Linked DNA regions of Anas platyrhynchos: region 2 is linked to region 1. A link is a contact called in public Hi-C data. All regions are on one chromosome and are shown on one strand. Each heading gives the region's core, a stretch centred on a gene start, on an enhancer-like site or on the middle of the called end of the contact. The rest is flanking DNA. Distances are from core to core; before and after follow the strand shown.

Evidence for each region. A called contact is a pair of places that touch in the nucleus more often than the background predicts.
Region 2: a contact with region 1 is called in a Hi-C map of subcutaneous adipose tissue, with 2.3 times the contacts expected there. The contact joins two enhancer-like sites. A contact is called at or near these places in 7 of 8 Hi-C or Micro-C datasets (F1 follicle, F5 follicle, liver and 3 more).

What each region holds. Positions count from the first base shown.
Region 1 is chr2:11,143,655-11,148,107 of IASCAAS_PekinDuck_T2T, reverse strand. No RefSeq gene overlaps it. Among named protein-coding and RNA genes, the nearest start is that of TRIB1, 68 kb to the left of the region's middle. Within about 2 kb of position 2,542, at least 5 of the 8 cell types and tissues checked have an H3K27ac peak or open chromatin away from gene starts, as enhancers often do. A contact at or near this core is called in subcutaneous adipose tissue, where this site is marked.
Region 2 is chr2:11,323,898-11,328,350 of IASCAAS_PekinDuck_T2T, reverse strand. All of the region lies in intron 2 of NSMCE2 (NSE2 (MMS21) homolog, SMC5-SMC6 complex SUMO ligase), which reads left to right. Among named protein-coding and RNA genes, the nearest start is that of WASHC5, 23 kb to the left of the region's middle. Within about 2 kb of position 2,675, at least 2 of the 8 cell types and tissues checked have an H3K27ac peak or open chromatin away from gene starts, as enhancers often do. A contact at or near this core is called in subcutaneous adipose tissue, where this site is marked.

The DNA of each region.
Region 1 (4,453 bases), core at 1,293-3,792:
TACAGCTTCCCTGAGGTCTATTCCAAAGTGTCCCCCATGGTGGCAGTGCATGGAGCCTCAGAGGTGGCGTGGGGCTGGTCTGCCCTGGTGCTGGAGGGCATGTCACACCTGCACGGGACACTTTGGCTTGGGTCCCTGCTTGATGGCTGCAAATATGTTTATGAACCCCAATCAAGACCGGTGAAGCACATCATTCTCCCACTGTCGCCTCTGTTGCAAAAATGATGTGCTCTTGATGATACTGTCAGGAAACTCTGTTCCCTAGGCTAGGTGCATGCAAAGCAAAGCTTTCCTTCTGACACACAAAATAAAAATATCCTCATCTTGGCTGCAATAGCAAAAAATGCTCCTGGCCTAGTAAAATTATGTCATTGAAAGAAGTGTCTCTGTGTCTGCTGGTGTACCTGTAAATCAGTTCAAGTGAATGGTCCTTTGAAACTCATTTCAGCTGATATATATGCTCTTGAGGATGAATGAACTTTTGAGCTGTTAGTGCTGCCATCCCTCATAAGTCAAATCTCTTCTCCAGATACTTGAATCCCACGGTGGTAGTAAAAACTGGGAGTTTACAAGATACATAAGCATCAATTTTTTGAGAGCTTTCACCTTGGAAGGCAAGCAGCGTCCTTGGGTTGAGTGCCTGTCAAACGAGTGCAGCTGTGATAAAGGATGAGAGGGAATTTTTTTTGCTCTCTCCCTTCAGTGCTGGCAGGAGGAGCTTGCTTGAGACATCCTCCATTAATTAAAGAAGAGGTAGAAAGCAGGTAGTCATGATACAAGCTTCTCTCTGGCATATACCTGGATTATATCCACATTGCTTTGAATCTGGCCACCAGAAAAGCTTTAATTACAGCATGCTCAGAGTCCTGCCTGCTTTCCCTTCCCATAGTAAGGAAAGCAGCAAATCTGGGAGGGAAACCTGAAGCCCCTCTGGACTGAGAGCCTGGGCAGAAACAGTTTTTTCTGTGTATGATGTTCCAAAACCTTGTGTGTCCCTGCTAGTTTTTATTCCTGATATCTGATGACAAAAGGAACCGGTGAAACTGAGGGCGACAGATCCGTATTTGGTGCAAGAGGAGGATGTTTTCGTAACAGTGTCTGACACATGGGACTTCCTGCCACATGGTGCTCTTGAAACAGTGCTTTTCAGGTCTCAGAAAGCTTGTGAATCTGCTATTGCAACAGTAGTGTATTAACCTTCACAAGACAGGTTACGTGTTGGATATAAGAGAGATAGGGTCAGCAGGAAACCATCATATGCTGCTGCCATTTTTATACATGCTTGGATTTGTGTGGGACAGTGCCAGCCCATGGCTAAGCAGCCCACTGACACCTTGGGTTTGGCTCTGACAGCTTGGTTTTGAGGGGAGCTTCTTGCACCCGCGTTAACACCTGCAATGTAGTTGTGCTGTTGTGTGGGTCTGGAGATGGATGCCCAGGGCCGATATGGGTTGAGTATCCCCCTGAGTCCCCAGGGAATCCTTCCTTTGCCCTCCAGATGTTCATTTTCATCAGCTGCCTCTCTGGTTTTCCTATCCACAGCTGCCTCTCCTGGTTTGCTGCAAATAACAGGATGTGTCAGTAGGTCTGGGAAAGGACAAATGGCTCTTCTGCCACAAGAGGTGCACCTTGGGTCTTGTGGTATTCTCACAGAGATATCTGCAAGGCACTGAAATTGCTAGCAGAAGCCAATTGTAGGCAGCACAGCTATCTAACACTGGGAGCTGAAAGCATGAGTTTTATATTGGGGTAAGGAACGGCTCTGACACATCCACGTATCACTGTGTAACCGAGACAGCAGCAATATCCTACAATTGTGATCCTGAGAGGGAATCAGAGCCAGAGGTCTCTGTCTGCACTGAACTCCTAGCAGGAAAGCATTCAGTTAATGACATGAATAGAAGCCATGACCTTACATTTCTTTTTCCCCTAGACTTTCACTGACTGCAGGATCAGGCACGCACTCCTTTGTGTCTGTGTGAAGCACGCTGCTGTGACAGGGAAGTGGCTTGCATGGTTTAGCTTTTCCATTCAGATAAGATTACTAAATAACCGAGAACTTCAGTCAGAGTTCACAAAATCCACTTTTGTTAAAAAATTTAGCACTGCCACCTACAGGAAAGCGGCAGCAAGCTCCACGACCGTCCCCTATACCTGCAGGACCGCCTGTCCTGCTGCCCCTGCGCCCTGCTGTCAGTGCGGTGCTCCCCTGGAGAGCGCCTTTCTCAGCGACATCAAAGGGAGATCGGCACGCACAGATAACGCAGAATACCTGAGAGCAGAACTTGGTCTTTGATAACCATAGCTATTTTTTTTTTTTTTTTTTTACACTATGTGTTGCACCTAAGCTCTGGTCCAGCTCCCGATGGAAACGATGGCACCTCTCCACCGAGTAGGATCCAGTCCTTGACGCCTTTCATGCATGCCAGTGAAAACTCTTTCCCTTGCACACTAGCGCTCTTTAAAGGCTCGCGAGTAGATAGACAGATTAGATTATTTAGCACCACACAGTGCTGCAGAAGTGGTGCTGGTGAGTCACTACATGGCATTCTTCCTTCTGACTCAGTGCAGAGTCAATGCCCGAGCATGTTGCTATGGGGCTCTGTGTTGTTGGAGGTGCTCTTTTTTGGAGAAGCAAAAACCAAGGTCCTGACCCACTATTCTTGCAACAGAGTCCATTTGCCTGTGAGCCACTTGGTTGAACTTTATAGAAATTTTTGCCTTAGAACAAGTTATCCTTCGCTTCCACGAGAAAACTATTGTTCTCATTGCCAGGAGGGACCAGGGTTTTGAGCTATCTGGAACAAAATGTTTTTGAAACAAGAATGGGTTATTGCAAATACACTGTGGGGTTTAAATCCTTAATATTGAAGGGAAACCTACATGGGCACTTACTGCACATTAATATTTAGCGTTCTGGTTTTGTTTACCACTTCAATGGCTGTTTTCAATTACTGTTGCCTGCATGAAACCACTTTACTCAAGCCTGCTGCATATGCAGGAGAATTGACTTAGAAGACAACTATTCTATTTTGCAGTAATTTTCAGGGTTTCAGACTTTTTTTTTTTTGTTGTTCCCTATCAGTGCCTGGAGTGTGAGAGACTTTTTCAAGCCCCAGCTGTCTTCCTGGCTAAAAGATTTCATTGCAGCTCTTTCTCAACTGCGCAGGGAGAGGAGTTTCACCTGGCTTTTTCATCTCCTGGCCACTGTCCTAACCACCAGGATGTAAATTACATGACTCTCTTGCAAGAAAACTTTCTCAAAACCTGATGTCTTGACAAGAACATTTCAGTTTTGAAATCTCACTTTGTGGAAAATGTCCTGACCAGCTCCGGTATGCTGCTGAGTTTGCTTAACAAATTACAGCAGAAGCCCTGAGATGTCCATACAGCTCCTTCCAAGGAGAAGAGCCACTCCAGCAAAATTCCTGTGTGCCTTGGGGCAGCTCTATTCTTTTGGTAATGCCCCAAATTCCCTTCTCAAGGAGATAAGTGGGTTCCCTACATCTCTTCCCACAAATAAATCCACTTTTTTTTTTTTTTTTTCCTGTAAGTGAGGAAGCAGCCTAATTTCAGAGGGTAGCAGATGAACCTTAGATATGATGCCATCCGCTCCCCTGCATCCTTTTGCAGGCTTGCTTCCAGCCTTGGAGAGAGTATTTTAAATCTCTCAATGGAGATCACAAGGAGTTATTTTAGGTTTGGGATGTCGTGAGTGAGATGATTCATTCCTCTTCAGTAAGAGCTACTGAGATGGAGCGGGCTCCTTAGAGGCACATCAGCACAGGTGAGATGAAGACGAGGAACTGAGGATGGATGGAGGCCAGGGAGGACTGGTGGCAGCAGGTCTTAAGTTGAGCTGACTTGTTTCACAGCATAGCATGTCTGGCTACCCCAGCATCTGCCTTTGTCCCTTGTAACATTTCTATAAACCCAGGATGACAAAACACCTGAAATGGCATATTTTATCTGTATTCAGTTCTTATGTGATTCCAAAGGAAAACAGATTATAAAAAAACAGCACAACAACAACATTAAAATAATGCCTCATCTGGGAAAGGCATCTTAATCATCTGCCTGCATTTTTATTATTGTCTGTAACTCTATTGTCTGTTAGTATCCATTAAAGATTAGCTATGAAATTCAGAGTATTCATAAACTCAGATTTTTTATTAAGAATCATTTAATCAAAATAGATAAATGATATAATGGTAAAATGTTAGATCCCAAAGCTTAACTTGAAGAAGCTAACTTTAAGGGGGGAAAACTGTATTTGGGATTGTGTTCTCCACTAGTTTTATGTGAAATCTGCAGCAGTTGGAGGAGATATTTCCCCATTGCTTTGGACTTTCAGCTCAGCTGTGTAGATGCTTTCTCAGAACCTAATTGTTCTCATATGAACTCGAAGGGGGACAGAGCTATTGAAATTATTTTGATTGCCCGAGGAAGCATT
Region 2 (4,453 bases), core at 1,426-3,925, 180 kb before region 1:
ACTGAGAAGAGAGGGTTGTATATATATATATATAAGAGAGGGTTGTATATATATATATATGTAGCTAGGAAAATAGGGGGATTTCAGAAATTACTGATTTCATGAGAGATTGAACTGAGATTCTGGTGTGGAGATAATGTATACATTGTGCTTGCTTAGAAAACACAGGTGTGGTGCTTTCACCTTGTTCTTGGTGAATAATTTGGCTTTGGATGTTATCCCCCCCCCCCCCCCCGCAATTCCACCCGGCTACGGTTTGCCACCCCCTCGAGTGGGCTGGTACGGCTGGTAACATACCTGCGCTTCAAATGCAGTTACTGGGACCATTGTTTGGGGGTTTCTTGTTGCTTTTGGGAGGACAATGCTATTTTTAGCTTGGATTATTTCAGTGATCCCATTTATAGTGTAATGGGGTGAAAAGTCATATGGTCCCAGCAGGGGAGGAAGGTGGAGGAGCAGCAAGGATGGGCGCTGTGACCTGTGGGACTGCATCTGTTGGTGAGGGAAAGGTACAGGAACCTTGGTATTTAATTGCTACTCGTCTGTCAAATTAATTTCTGTTTCTGTTCTTCTTGGGTCTGTGGATATGGATGGTTTTGAGGAATGATGATGTACTCCTTATTTGAACAGAGCACAGTATTCCCGAATGGACATCACCGTAATACCAGAAAACTGATATAGGATTGTGAAAGGGGAGAGCTTGACTTGCTCCTCCAAACCCTTGCATCTTGTAAACACTTTATGCTCCTTTCAGTGCTCCTGCCTACTAGTTAGACTTTGTTAACTTTAAGTTTCTGTCTTTCTGCAGAAACAAATAGGCGTTAGTTGGTTAAATAAAGATTAATGTCACCGTGTCCTTGTAATTTACTAAAGAGAGAATTACTGAACCATAGAACATTTCTAGTTGGAAGAGTCCCACAAGGATCATTGAGTCCAGCTCCTGGCTCCACACAGGACCACCCAAAAATAAGCCCATGTGTCTGAGAGCGTTGTCCAAACACTTCTTGAACTCCAGCAGCTCGGTGCTGTGACCACTGCCCTGGGGAGCCTGTCCCAGTGCCCAACCAGTCTTTGTGTTGAATAACATTTTATTTAGGATTTTATACAGCAAAACCTCTCAGCACACGTTGGAGTGTTTACAAAATCCAGCTCTCTGTGAGAACCCCGTTCGTTTCACTAGGGATCACCCCCGTGTCACCAAGTGTTTGGAGATGCTGCCCTTCCTTGCCATGCAGCCTGCTTGGAGACCGTGGCAGAAATATCTGGTGAGCTCTCAAGTCTGAACTGGGATCGTTCTGACTTTTAGCCTTCCCCTGATAGTCTTTAAGAAAAACAAGCATTGTAAGGAAGGATCTTTCAAAAGCGCTGCTGGCCTAGTTCTGCTGGCAGTGGAGTTTAAGGGAGTTTCATGTTGAGCAAAAGTTTCGTGATTACTTTGTTATAGAATAATATAGCAAGTTGTTTTCAAAAGCGCTTAGTAATACCGGGTACCTCCGCTGCTCCGTGCCCACTCTGAGATGACTCCTGTTTTCAGAACGTGTGCGACACCCACTCGCCGAAAATGCCGTCCCCTTGAATTGTTTCAGACTGGGCATTTGGAAAGCAGGCACCCTGCATCGTCCATTTGTCTTGAAGTTCGGACTCTGTCTACAATATGAAGCACTCGGGTTTCATTTCTATGGGATTGGCAAGAGCCTCCTGAGTCACTGAATCTTGTCTTCCCGTTTCGGACAGTCATAGCCTACAGGGAAATGGCTTGTAACACAAGAGGAGTTTTCTTGTCAGGAGCAGTTTGTAATCTAACAGCCAGTCTTGGCTCATCTTACTTTAAAAAAAAAATAAAATATAAGCATTGAGAACTGGATAATTGAATATTTTTTTAATTTCTTTTTCCTTTCAGTTGCTGTATAAAATAAATGTTTCAATGCAGACTGCAAACCACTGCCCTTTCCTCTGCAAAATAAAACCTCAGAAGACCTGACTCAGGTGGTGAAGCAAAATGTTTGACCTAAATCCAAGTATTGTAATGTGATCTGGATTTTTTTAAAAAACAAAAGCCAAAGAGAAATTAAGGTGAAGTTTTAAGGTGATAGTTTTGGTGGAGCCATGGGCATGGTCAGCTAACGGAGTTCTGCTGTGCTGCTTTGTCCCTGGCAGGTTCCAGTAGTCCTTTCTCCCACACTCATCTCTTTTCTTCCCCCTTTCTCTTTGCTAGAATATTGGAAACTCAGATTCAACTTCCCCCTTTCCTTGAGAGGACTTGCACTGGTATTTGTAGATGTGAACTCGCTTTCATCCAGAGTTTAGATACAAGGTTGTTGGTTACTGAGGAGTATCAGAATGGATGAGGTTGGAAGGCACCTCTGGAGGTCGTCTTCTCCAAACCCCTGCTCAAGAAGGGCCACCTACAGCTGGTTTCTCTTTCTGTCACTGATGCCATTTCACTTTGTAAGCCATACCTCATTTTCCCTAGAGTCCTGGTATCTAGGTGAAGGTGCAGGTCTGTAAAATCACTGTCGCACACTCAGCCTCTGTAACTCTGTACAAAAGCTTTCTGCGTGAGTGGAATGACTTCATTAGGAAACAGTGAAGGAAATCCAGCTCTAAACATGCTGCAACCCTGCTAAGGCATTTCCTGAGAAGTTGGAGGCGTCTTTAGGACTGGCTTCAGCTGTAAGTAGCTTCTGATCGTTGTATGGAAGGAAGTTTTGCAATTACTGCCCTGAGTTCCCTTTACTCCACCAATTGTCATTCCTCATATGGTTGTTGGCACTCTGATCAGCAATAATTGTTCTTCTCTTGCTAATTGCAGTGGTTAGTTCCGTATCCAGAGGGCTTCACTGCCATTTTGGGGCATTCCAGTTTCAACCATTTCTCTGGCTTTCACATGAAGACACCTGCATTCAGGAGATTCAATTCCAGGACACAAAACAGCTTTTTGCTGTTCCTTTGCATTACTTCTGATTCCTTTTTGCAGCCTAATAAATAAATGTGTTACAGATCAGGGGGATGAGGCTTAGGAAGAAATCTTCAGTGAGAGTTTTCTGAGGAGCTGTCCATATATCTGGAGGAGGAAAAGTGAAGGATTATCCTGAATGCTGGAGAAGCGATCAGCCTCCTGTTTAAGTTCCTGATGGTCTGTATGGGCTGAGTACCGTGACGAGGTTCAAGTACATCTGGACAGAGAAGGGAACTAACACTGTGTGGTTTCTTCTGTAGGTCTACCACCTTCAGTGAGCATCTAGACAGTAGGAGGACATCTTGCTACTGTCTTTTCCAAATGTTTTGTGTGAATTTATTCATAAAGATTCATGAAGATTCATAAAGCGTAGGCTGATAGCTTTATTTTTTATTTTTCCAGATGCGTTGTCCAACTTTAATTGCAAACAGGTTTGAGTTGACTAGAACTGGGGGCAAGGAGATGGGGCAGGGGGAGTCTGCACTTCTTTTTTTAATGTATTTGCTTAAAAAAAAAAAAAAAAGCCAACAAAAATGCTTAGCTGTATCCTGAATTGAGCATGCACATTCTCCCGCAGAAGATGGAACTAAATCCAGGAGCCCTGGAGCCTGTATTCCCCTGCTGTCAGCAGTAACTTGAAACCTGCTGGCCAAGTGTGTGTTTTTTCATGCTGCTGGTGCATACGGAGACAGCTGCCTACTACTGCTATTGCTGCTGGCTCGAGTGGCAGATGTTTGTGTTGCATCTGTTTTAAAAGTCTGAAATCCGCTGTCAAAATCTGTGGGCAACGATTTCCCATTCCTCTTTTGCCTCGTACAATGATGGAAAAAACAGCGCGTAGCCTGGAAATTAGGAGTAACCTAATATGTAGTGCAAGAGGTAGAACTCCCAGTGTCCTGTTTTGCTTAAAATTGGAAGCAACTCGTTTTCGTTAGCCAATAATAGGAAGATGTCAATGTTAATATTTATGTTAATCCACGCTGTCCGTGCTTAACTGTTCATTTTATGGACTGTTAGACTTGGAGGCTTGGAGCCCGCCTGTAATTTCATGATACTCCAGCCTACTTTTTGTTTCAGATAGTCTGCTGTGGAAGTGAATGATTATTTTAATCGGTACGCCTTGGCTGGAGGTCAGCTCTTACACCATAAATAAGCAAATAATGATGCGGTTAGTAACTTTTGCACAGAAAAAGAGAAAAATCCTTTTTTTTTTCAGTGAAAAATCTTTAGAAATTTGCTAACTTGTGGATGTATACTGGGAACCAAACACTAAATATGAACTCAGATGTTAGAAGGAAAGCATGTTTGGGGCAAAGGGGGCGCATTTTAGACGAGTGTTAATATAGAAAGTGTTAAAACAGAACTGATTTGACTATCCCATTACTTTAACTTCTGTTTTAGCACTTTGGGGTTCACGATATGTAACCCTGCCCTGATTGATGACAGTTTGAATCAGCAGTGAGGCACCTGAGCATGATCAATTTGATCTCGTAT